Regions from separate parts of the Arachis hypogaea genome. Here region 1 is linked to region 2. A link is a contact called in public Hi-C data. All regions are on one chromosome and are shown on one strand. The core of a region is the stretch at or near the end of the contact, and the rest is flanking DNA. Distances in the headings are between cores, read along the strand shown.

Region 1 (4,702 bases), core at 20-2,519, 140 kb before region 2:
ACAATGTAAAAAAGTGACCTAGACCCTGAGGAAAATACTCCCTCATATCCTTACAACATGAAATTCAGACACACCTCCACAAAGGCATAACCTGGTGGTCTCGGAGGAATCTTCAGATCAATGTCAACAATAGGACCAAACTGCAATTAGAGGAAAAACAACACAATTAAGGATCATCAGCAACAAATTCCAGATGTACTTGTCTACAATGACATTCCAAAACAAATTTCGTGTTCCCCATTACCATGGCTGGAAGAAAAAAAAATTGGAATGAGACTTCAAAGCTCAACTGAAAATTTCAATTGACCAAGTCAAATATAGATCTTCACTATTGATTAGATTCTCTTGTAAGTTTTATATAAGGATCAATCTTGCCATCAATGGTGGAAACCACGACTTGATATAGTCAAGTGGAATCTCCAATTGAGATGATCCATTCCACGAATACAATGCATAATAATTGATAGAATTAAGGATTCTTCACTGCTTAATTCAGCCTTTTTTTTATCCCCCAAAGTATACTCTGGAAATGAAACCATATCTCATCCAAATGCTAAACTAAACAAAAAGTGACAATCAATGTTTAAAGACTTTCAAAATTATTTAACATAACCGTGAAGATAACCTGAATTTATATATGTTTTTGGACATATAATAAAAACAATAATAGATAACAATAAATAAATAAAAGTACCTTGTAGAAAAGATCCTCTACTTCCCTCAAGCGAACATCGCCAGGAAGATTGCCAACATAAATTGTGCGACTAGACCGTCTAGCCATTTTTCTTCGCCCGAAGCACTGTTTAACTCACTTAGTCATTTTTCGTCATAAATCTCCAAACAAACTAATAATTAACACTAATCATCATCACAATAATAACAATCATAAGTTGATAAAGTACTGATCAGGGAAAATGAAATGAAATTAAGAGTGTTTAAAATAACAATCAAGACCTTTTCACTCCGAGCCTTCCCAGACAATAATCCGCTTAACGTAGTTTAAACCTTAACATATGGTTTCCGAAAAAAAAAATGCACTAACTAGAATGAAATCCTGTGTATTAGGAATCTTAAAGAAGAATTGGACACGGATGAAGGAAATGGTAATGAACAGTGTTGAGGATTCGAGAGAGAAGACAAAGAAGCGTACCTGAAATGAGAAGAAGCTGAGAGAAGCTTATAGAAGGTGAGGGTTAAAGTGAGAGAGAAACAGAGACAGATAGAGAGAATATATTTATTGAGCAAAATCAGAGCACGGAGAAGTGGACAAGTGTTGAGACGACACGTGCATGGCCTTCCATGGTTCCCAAGAACTCAACCATGAAATCTACGCCGTTCAAGGCCAATGAATTTTCATACGTGTCTTCCGCAGATGACACTGACCGGTAGTTTTCCAATATAGAAGTTAGATTAGGCTAAAAAAATTTGATATGGAAGTAAAATGAGTGATATATTTTAATATTGTAATTTTTTGTGTTTTTTAAAATTGTGGGAGTATACAAATCGAACCATCCGATTTATGTTTAAAAAATTGAAAAAATTTAGAGTACATAAATCGGACCCTCTGATTTGTGATTAAAAAATTTAAAAAATTCAGAGTATACAAATCGAACCTTCCGATTATTGTAATTAGACCGTTCGATTACTCTCCCTCCCATCGGACCGTCCGATTTGCTTGACCCAATTATCATCCATTAAAACACTCTATATCCCCATAACTATGCCATACACCATTATTTACTCCATGTCAAAATTAAAAAAGTGGCAAGATTAATTATCCAATTCGATTCTTACCAATTTTAAAAGTAAATATTTTAATTTTTAAAAAAAATTAGTACACAGGTTAATTTTTAAAATTTTATTCCAACAAATAAATTAGTTTTTAATTTAGTTTTAGATAGAGTATTATTCCAATTAATCCCTAAAATTTTTAAAAATAAATATTTTAATTCTCAAAAAAATTAATATACAAATCAATTTTAATATTTTTTCTGTCAAAATTATTTACAAAAGATGAATTATATTCAAATATATGTATATTATTTTTGTTTATAAATTTTTGTCAAGTGGTATTAAAATATCTATCTGTATTTAAAGAATCTTTCATTTTGTCTACAAAAAGTGAAAAAAATAATTATGTCTTTTTTAGAATTTATAAATTTAAGGATTAAGTATGATTTTAGTCCCTAACGTAGGGGTCGAAAATTTTTTTCTTCTTCGGCCTTTTTTCGCCTATAAAATAGTCCCGAAAGTTCTAATTTGATTTAAAATTATCTTTTTTTATCAAATTTTAATTTTTATTCCAAAAATACCTCTAACTTAAAAAAAAAAAAAAGAAAACATTGAATAAGGGGGAAAGGGGGAAGGGATTCATGCTGGGGAAGGGAGTTGCTTTAGGGAAGAAGAGAGGGAAGGGAAGGGGAAGGGCCACCGTCGCTGCTCCTCGTCGATGCCGCTGCTCCTCGTCGTTCAGTCGCTGGACCTCACCGCTGCTCTTCTGGACTCGACGGAGATGCTCGATGGCAGTGGGTTCTGGTTCGAGGCAAGAACAGGGGAAGGTTTCTGTGGTTTTATGATGGTGAGTGGAGGAGAGGCCGACAGTGATGGTGGAGCTCAAATACGATGGCGCGAACTAGAGGTGAGCCGATGGAAAGAAGAGGGCTTCGCATTGTGACGGTAGCGCTAGGGTAGCGCAAAGAGAGAAGAAGAAAAGGGTGGCGGCACTGTGATGGCGGATCGGCCAAGGGACAGTGAACAGAGGAGAAGAGAAAAGAGGAGAGGAAGAAGAAAAGAGAAGGAGGGTGGTTCGGGTGGCTCACCGGCTTCTACTTCTACTTCTGCTTCCATTCTTCTTCTGCTTCTGCTTCTAATCTTCTTCTACTTCTGCTTTTATTATGTTGTTGACTTCTGGTTATTGTTGCTTCTGCTTCTGGTTATTGTTGCTTCTACTTCTGGTTAATTACATTGTTTTATTGTTGTTGTTGTTGTTGTTGTTCTGTTCCTACTTCTGTTCCTGCTCCTACTTCTGCTTTTGTTTGATTACATTGTTTCATTGTTTTATTATACAGATTTGTTGATCTATTATCTATTTTTTAATGTTTATTATATTGTTTCATTGTTGTTGTTTCTGCTTTTGCGTCTGGTTTTGATTCGACTTATGTTTCTACTTAATTTTGGAGAAGAAGGAGAAAGAATAGGGAAGAAAGGGAAGGGAAATTTTGGTCTGAATGACAGTTTTAAAACTAAGTTAAACATTCGAAACCATTTTATAGAAAAAAAAGTCAGGAATAAAAATTTTTTTCGTCTCCTACGTTAAAGACCAAAACCGTACTTAACTGTAAATTTAACTATAAAAAAAATTAAAATAGACCTAAAATAATTTTTAAATTTATACTGAGTAAAAATTCTTCATGATTCCTCTTACATCACCTTATCAATAAATCTTGAGCATTTGAGAAACTATAAAATTTACGAACCAATAAATTTACTATATGCCAATGTCAATTTTATTAAATTTGAATGACGATTTAAGAGAAAAAATTAATAAAACTTGTAGAATTAAAATTTTTTATTTTGCATTAAATTTTCTACACATGTATAATAAAAGAAGTCATTAATCTCCCTCTATATTCTCAAATCTATTTCTAATTAATATTACTTCTTTTTGTGCGCTTTTTTAATCTAATAATAAGCACATGCAATGTTGTTTTTTATTAGCATGAGTTGATTTCGCTTTTATAAGTTTGTTGCTGAAAAAAAGAAAAAAAAGTTTATTTTACTATCACTAGTATAAATTTGTTTTTCACAACTTAATTGAGCATGTGCACATAATTTCCGTTGATATCTTAAGATCAATCTATAATCTTTTTGGTCAAAATTTTTTTTGTTTATATAATAGAAAATATGAGATAGATAATAGGCATATATTTATAACACTTCCATTACAATGATTATATTCTCTTTTATTTTTTGGATCAACATTTTTTTTAATCATTTTTTAAAATTGAATTTTGTTTACTTTAATTGTATCTTTCCAACTAATAAAATAAATTTCAAGAAGGAACCTATTAGAAAATATATGATTATTAACATAGAAATAAAAATTATGTATATTTGATGCAATTTTCATATTAATTAATAAAAAGTAGTTATTTTATTGTCTATTGGCTCCATTAATGCAATTAATTGTTCATCTTTTCATATATTTCAGAAAACTTGAACTCTTTCTTCCTATAATTGATATTTGTCAGGAAAAATACGAGGAACCAATACTCTTATTATACAATGCATACAATGGAGGGTTTAATTGAAATTAAAATTAGATTATGTGTACTCAGGGTTTAATTGAAATTAATACTGAATTATAGTTACAATCATTAATTATGAAGATTTGTTAATTTGAATGGTTCAAAAAATTAGGATTCAGTTAAACCAAAACACAAACCATGATCTATTCTCTATGAACGTCGCCGACACAACCAAGAACATAACCCTTCTCGCCGACGTTACTATCTCATCTTCTCACTGGCTCGTGTGTTATCACTGGAAGTCGCTCCCGGAGACGTCGAAGTCCGTACCGGTGAACACCCAGAAGCACATTCCCAGCGTGTGGCTCCTTCCGGCGGCACCGCATCAAGTCCACCTGCCCAACCAGCCAGTGGTCTATTCGGTTTATTCATCGTGCAAGATTAAGGAGTTAATA
Region 2 (4,604 bases), core at 264-2,763:
TTGAAATAATTTAACGTATATACTTTTATATTTGATTAAGTATTAAGTCTATTGCACAATTAGACATAATTAATTTTTATGCTTACTATATAAAAGTAATATTTTTTCTCTATATATATAAAAATATAATATAAAAAATTTATATTGATAGTTATAAAATTAATTCAAATTTATTTTTTTAAAATAATTGAATCTTGATTATTCTAACTTTTAATCACAACATTTGTATTTTCTCTAAATTATATGTAATAAATATTTGAAAAAAAAGAAGTGAAAATATATATTAGAAAAATAAGCAGTAAAAATTTAAAACTAAATAAAAAAGCATGCATATATTAATTTTTTATTTATATTATATTATGTTGTTAATTTTATGTTTTATAGAACAAAAAGTAGAGAAAAATGGAGAATGAGAGAAAGGAAAGAGAAAGATAAAGAACAAAAATGAGAGATAGAGTTTGTTAATTTTGGAAGCTAAATTTCTTTTATTTTAATTATAATAAAAAATATCTAGTCACACATTTTGATTTGTCAAATTACTAATATAAAATATAAATTATATATAGAGTGGGAATGATAGAGAGAAATAGAAAAGAGAGAAGGAGATGTAAATAAGAGAATGTAAGAAGGAGGAGGTTTATTAATTATGGAGAGAAATATTTTTTCTAAATTTTAATAAGAGAATGTCATGTGTCACATTTTTGTTATTAAATTCGTTAGTAATATATAAATATAATATATAATATAACTATATTTTAATTTTAATGCGATTAGAGAATGTCATGTATATTTTGATTATCAAATTTATAATTAGTCATTAATAATGATATATAAGAGATATAAAGTGAGTGAAGGAATGAGAAAGATAGAGTAAGGGAGAGAAAGGAGGAAACAACTCTTTAATTTTGAAAGAAAAAATTTTATTTCAATTGCAATAAAAAAATGACATGTGACACATTTTAGTTATAAAATTAGGAAATATAATAATAGATATATAAATATAATATATAATATAACTAATTTTAATTTTAATATTTTAATTTTAATTTTAATTTAATTTGAATGCAGTTAGAGAATGTTATATTATATATTTTGATTGTCAAATTTATAATTAGTTATTGATAATAATATATAAGAAAAATAAAATGAGTGAATGAATGAGAGAGATAAAAAAAGAGAGAGACAAGAGAGGAGAACTCTTTAATTTTAGAAGAAAAGATTTGATTTCAATTATAATAAATGTGTGATATGTGATACATTTTAATTATAAAATTAGTAATATATAATAGATAATAAATATGAAAGTACTCTATTAGATAATAAATAAATTTGATCGATTAACTCAACTTTTTTATTTAGTAAAAATATAATTTTATTCTTTTTAATTCGAAACTAAAAATAAACCAACCAACATATTTCTATTACTTTTTATCTTTGGAAACAAAATTTACTTTGACAAAGTAATTGCATGTTTTAAGATATGAGAATTGCTTTTTGGTGTCTAAGATACGAGAATTTGAAAAAAAAAAATCATTTTCAAAAATAAAAGAATAAAATAGAAAATATTTTCACAGTCTCTCTCTCGTTTTATTTTTTCGGTATATTTTTCACGGTCTTTATAAACTTGACGTACCTGTTTTATTTTGGTCTAAGGAACATAATTCAAACCGGTAGTAGTAGGCTCACATGTCTTTTGTGTTCGTGGCCCAATTTTACTTCTGTGTTTTTTTCTTGATAAAGTGAGGCAGGTTGTTCCAAGCCCAAGGGAAAACGAAGGAAGAAGCTGAAGAAGAAGAAGAAGACCTGATCAAAAACAGAAAAAGAAGAAGAAGGATCAATTGTCCAAAAAGAACAAGAAGAATCAGTCCAAAAAGAAGAAGAAGAAGAAGAAGAAGAAGAAGCTAGAGCTTGGATTCAACTGCAGCGTGGTTGGGTGGAGTCTGGAGTGTATTCAATGAAATCGAGGTTGTAATATGGTGGTGGTTGTACGGTTATCGAAGCAGTCCCAGTGCCTTCTCGGACCCAAGAACTTCGATTATGGCTTCCTCCTTTTCCTCCTCTTCTTCAATCTCTTCCTACCTTACTCTTCCGGTTAGCTTCTCTCTCTTATAATCTTCTCGGATTAGATGTGCTCTTGAGCTTAATCAATCAACACACAAGACAAAAACAATTATATATGATAGATTGAGATTTTACACCTTCATTTTGTGAAATACAGACACGGTATATTTTGGTTAGTTATGATCTTGGAAACCTTTCAATTTGTTAAAAGTTCAATTTTTTTTTTTAAATCTTTTTGGGCCAAAGATAGATTCACCCGCTCAGCCTTGTTATGACCAAAATTGGTGTTACATTATTCATTTCTTATTAGTAGCAAGTTAGTGACTTGACACACACTGGCAACACATCCAAGCAGGTCATTCAATCTTTTATTTCATTTGATTATCTCAGAAACGGGGTTCTGTTCTTGTGCCGATCGTTATTTTTCGAGTTCTTTGCAAATTGCAGCAGGGGTTTATGCACTTGTGAATATCACTTACATGTAACTTTAGTTCCATTTGGTTAGTAACTAGAGAGAAATATCTGTTTGCTTCGAGCACATTTAATGCGTGCTTCAATGGGGTTCTACTTCTACACCGAATGCTATTTTTTAGTTCGTTGTGATTTGCAGCCGGGTTATATGAAATAGTGAGTGTAACTAAAAGTGTTGCAGTTGCAGTGTGTTATGGCCATCCATCCATGATGCGGTGAAGCATATTAAAAATTGGCAATCTTGATGGAACCGATTGATTGCCACTGGATTTGAAGAATAGAAAATGGGTTTACTGAGGCTTTGGATATTATGTTTACTTGAACTAGATACAACTAACCAGAAACCAAAAATTTGTTCTCCTTTTCTTCCTTCTTTCTCTTGGATGTAGACAAATACAGGAGAGTGACTGCTTGGCAATTTGGCTTAGCTCGTTAAGATCCTTGTTTAATCCTAATTTTCCATCATGTTCTAGTTTTGTCATTAATGAATGCGCAATATGCAGTAGGACTCTGCCTGAAAAATATCTTGGCAATGGATCAATCACTAACCTCCTGCAGTTAGATTGCCTTGAACAACTTTTTATATGCCCATATTGTGGATATCAAGTGGCAGAAGATGTAAAGATGTTACTTCTATGTTGTCACAGTTTGCTCTCGAAATGAACTTCGCATTCCATCTTCTGCGTTCTTCTTTTAATAGTACATGGAGTACCCAGAAAAGTTGGGATGTTTAGGCACCTGTCTTAGGTATCACATGTGTAACATTCTGATGGTTATATAATTGAGCAAATGAGGTTGTTAAAATAGTTTTGGTAGATCAAACTTTATTTAGCCTGTTACCGCTTCATTCGTAAATGAATTTCTTCCAGAATTGTATTCAATACTTCATTCAGTTGTGAATTCTTCCCTTTTTGTAACCACAGGTAAACCCAGTGGAGTATGTGTTTCTCAAGGTGGTCGATTTCCTGCCTTTAAATCAGAGGGTTACCCTCCCAGAAAGGGTCCCAAAGATCTGACTCTTTGTCGGGTTTTTCACAAAATCACTTGTTGTGACATAAGCCACACACATCCTGCACTGCTAGCTGTAAGAAAACTTGCTTCTACTGGGGAAGCTGGGCATGAGTGCTTGCACTTATGGGAAATGTTGGAATGTGCGATATGCGATCCACACGTTGGTACTCAACCTGGACCTCCTCTTATTTGTGCATCCTTCTGCGAAAGAATATACAAGGCATGCTCGAATGCGTACTTCTCTATGGATGTGAAAACACAGGTATACATGGCTGACCCTGACTTTTGAAAAGAAAATATATATTGGATCGAAGGAATGTGTTTGGGTCCTTTGTTTGATCTGTTTTAAAACAATAACTTTATCCAAATTAGTCATTTAGTTTACATGTAGTTATTCGCTTTGGGACATGATTGGTTTGTATTTTAGAATGCATAACAGATTCACGAACTGTTGTTTAATTGTTAAGATTAGACGCCTTAAGTATTTTCAAGGGATATTTTTCAACATATATATTCACGAAATGTAGTTATTCATGGTTAGTCTTTCTGAACCACAACATTGGATCCTTATATATATCTATTTTTCGTTTGACTTTTACCACCAGCTGCTAGCACCTTGTGGAGTAAATGACTTTGTGTGTGGTAGGGCTGCTGAATGGGTCTCCAATGGTACGGATCTTTGTGTTGCTGCAGGTTTTCGAGTGAAACCATCTGATATGATACACGCTGCCTCCGAAGAAACACTTTGCTATGGTGATATGGCGAGTCTAAATTCGGTTGCTGATTCATGGAAAGCTTCTCAGTTTGATCTGACTGAGAAAGCTGATTTCCGACAATGGGTTAGGAAAATCCCATTCATTGAAAGAGTTTCTTGGGCCATAGGAGGGATGGTTCTAACTGCCGGATTGGTGTTTATAAGGTCAGAATGCAATTCTTTTCCCTTGTATCATTTTTCTTTTCTTAAGTGAACTAGCTTTAGTCCCATTTTTCTTACTTTGCACATCCTGTCAAATTGACTGTGATTCTTGATAAACCAGTATTTGTATTCTCCCCTTATGAGA

Evidence for each region. Hi-C and Micro-C count contacts between places; a contact is called where the count stands out from the background.
Region 1: a contact with region 2 is called in a Hi-C map of leaf, with 2.5 times the contacts expected there. The contact joins the promoter of LOC112710801 here to the promoter of LOC112710795 in region 2. A contact is called at or near these places in 2 of 8 Hi-C or Micro-C datasets (both in leaf).

Annotation. Positions count from the first base shown.
Region 1 is chr9:30,500,747-30,505,448 of arahy.Tifrunner.gnm2.J5K5, reverse strand. LOC112710801 (serine/arginine-rich splicing factor SR30) reads right to left here and starts at 1,269. Exons shown (of 17, transcript XR_011865648.1): 1 at 1,151-1,269; 2 at 695-799; 3 at 75-140.
Region 2 is chr9:30,364,662-30,369,265 of arahy.Tifrunner.gnm2.J5K5, reverse strand. It overlaps LOC112710795 (folate-binding protein 1), which reads left to right and starts at 1,513. Exons shown (of 4, transcript XM_025763200.3): 1 at 1,513-2,091; 2 at 3,456-3,805; 3 at 4,149-4,462. The coding sequence starts at 1,974.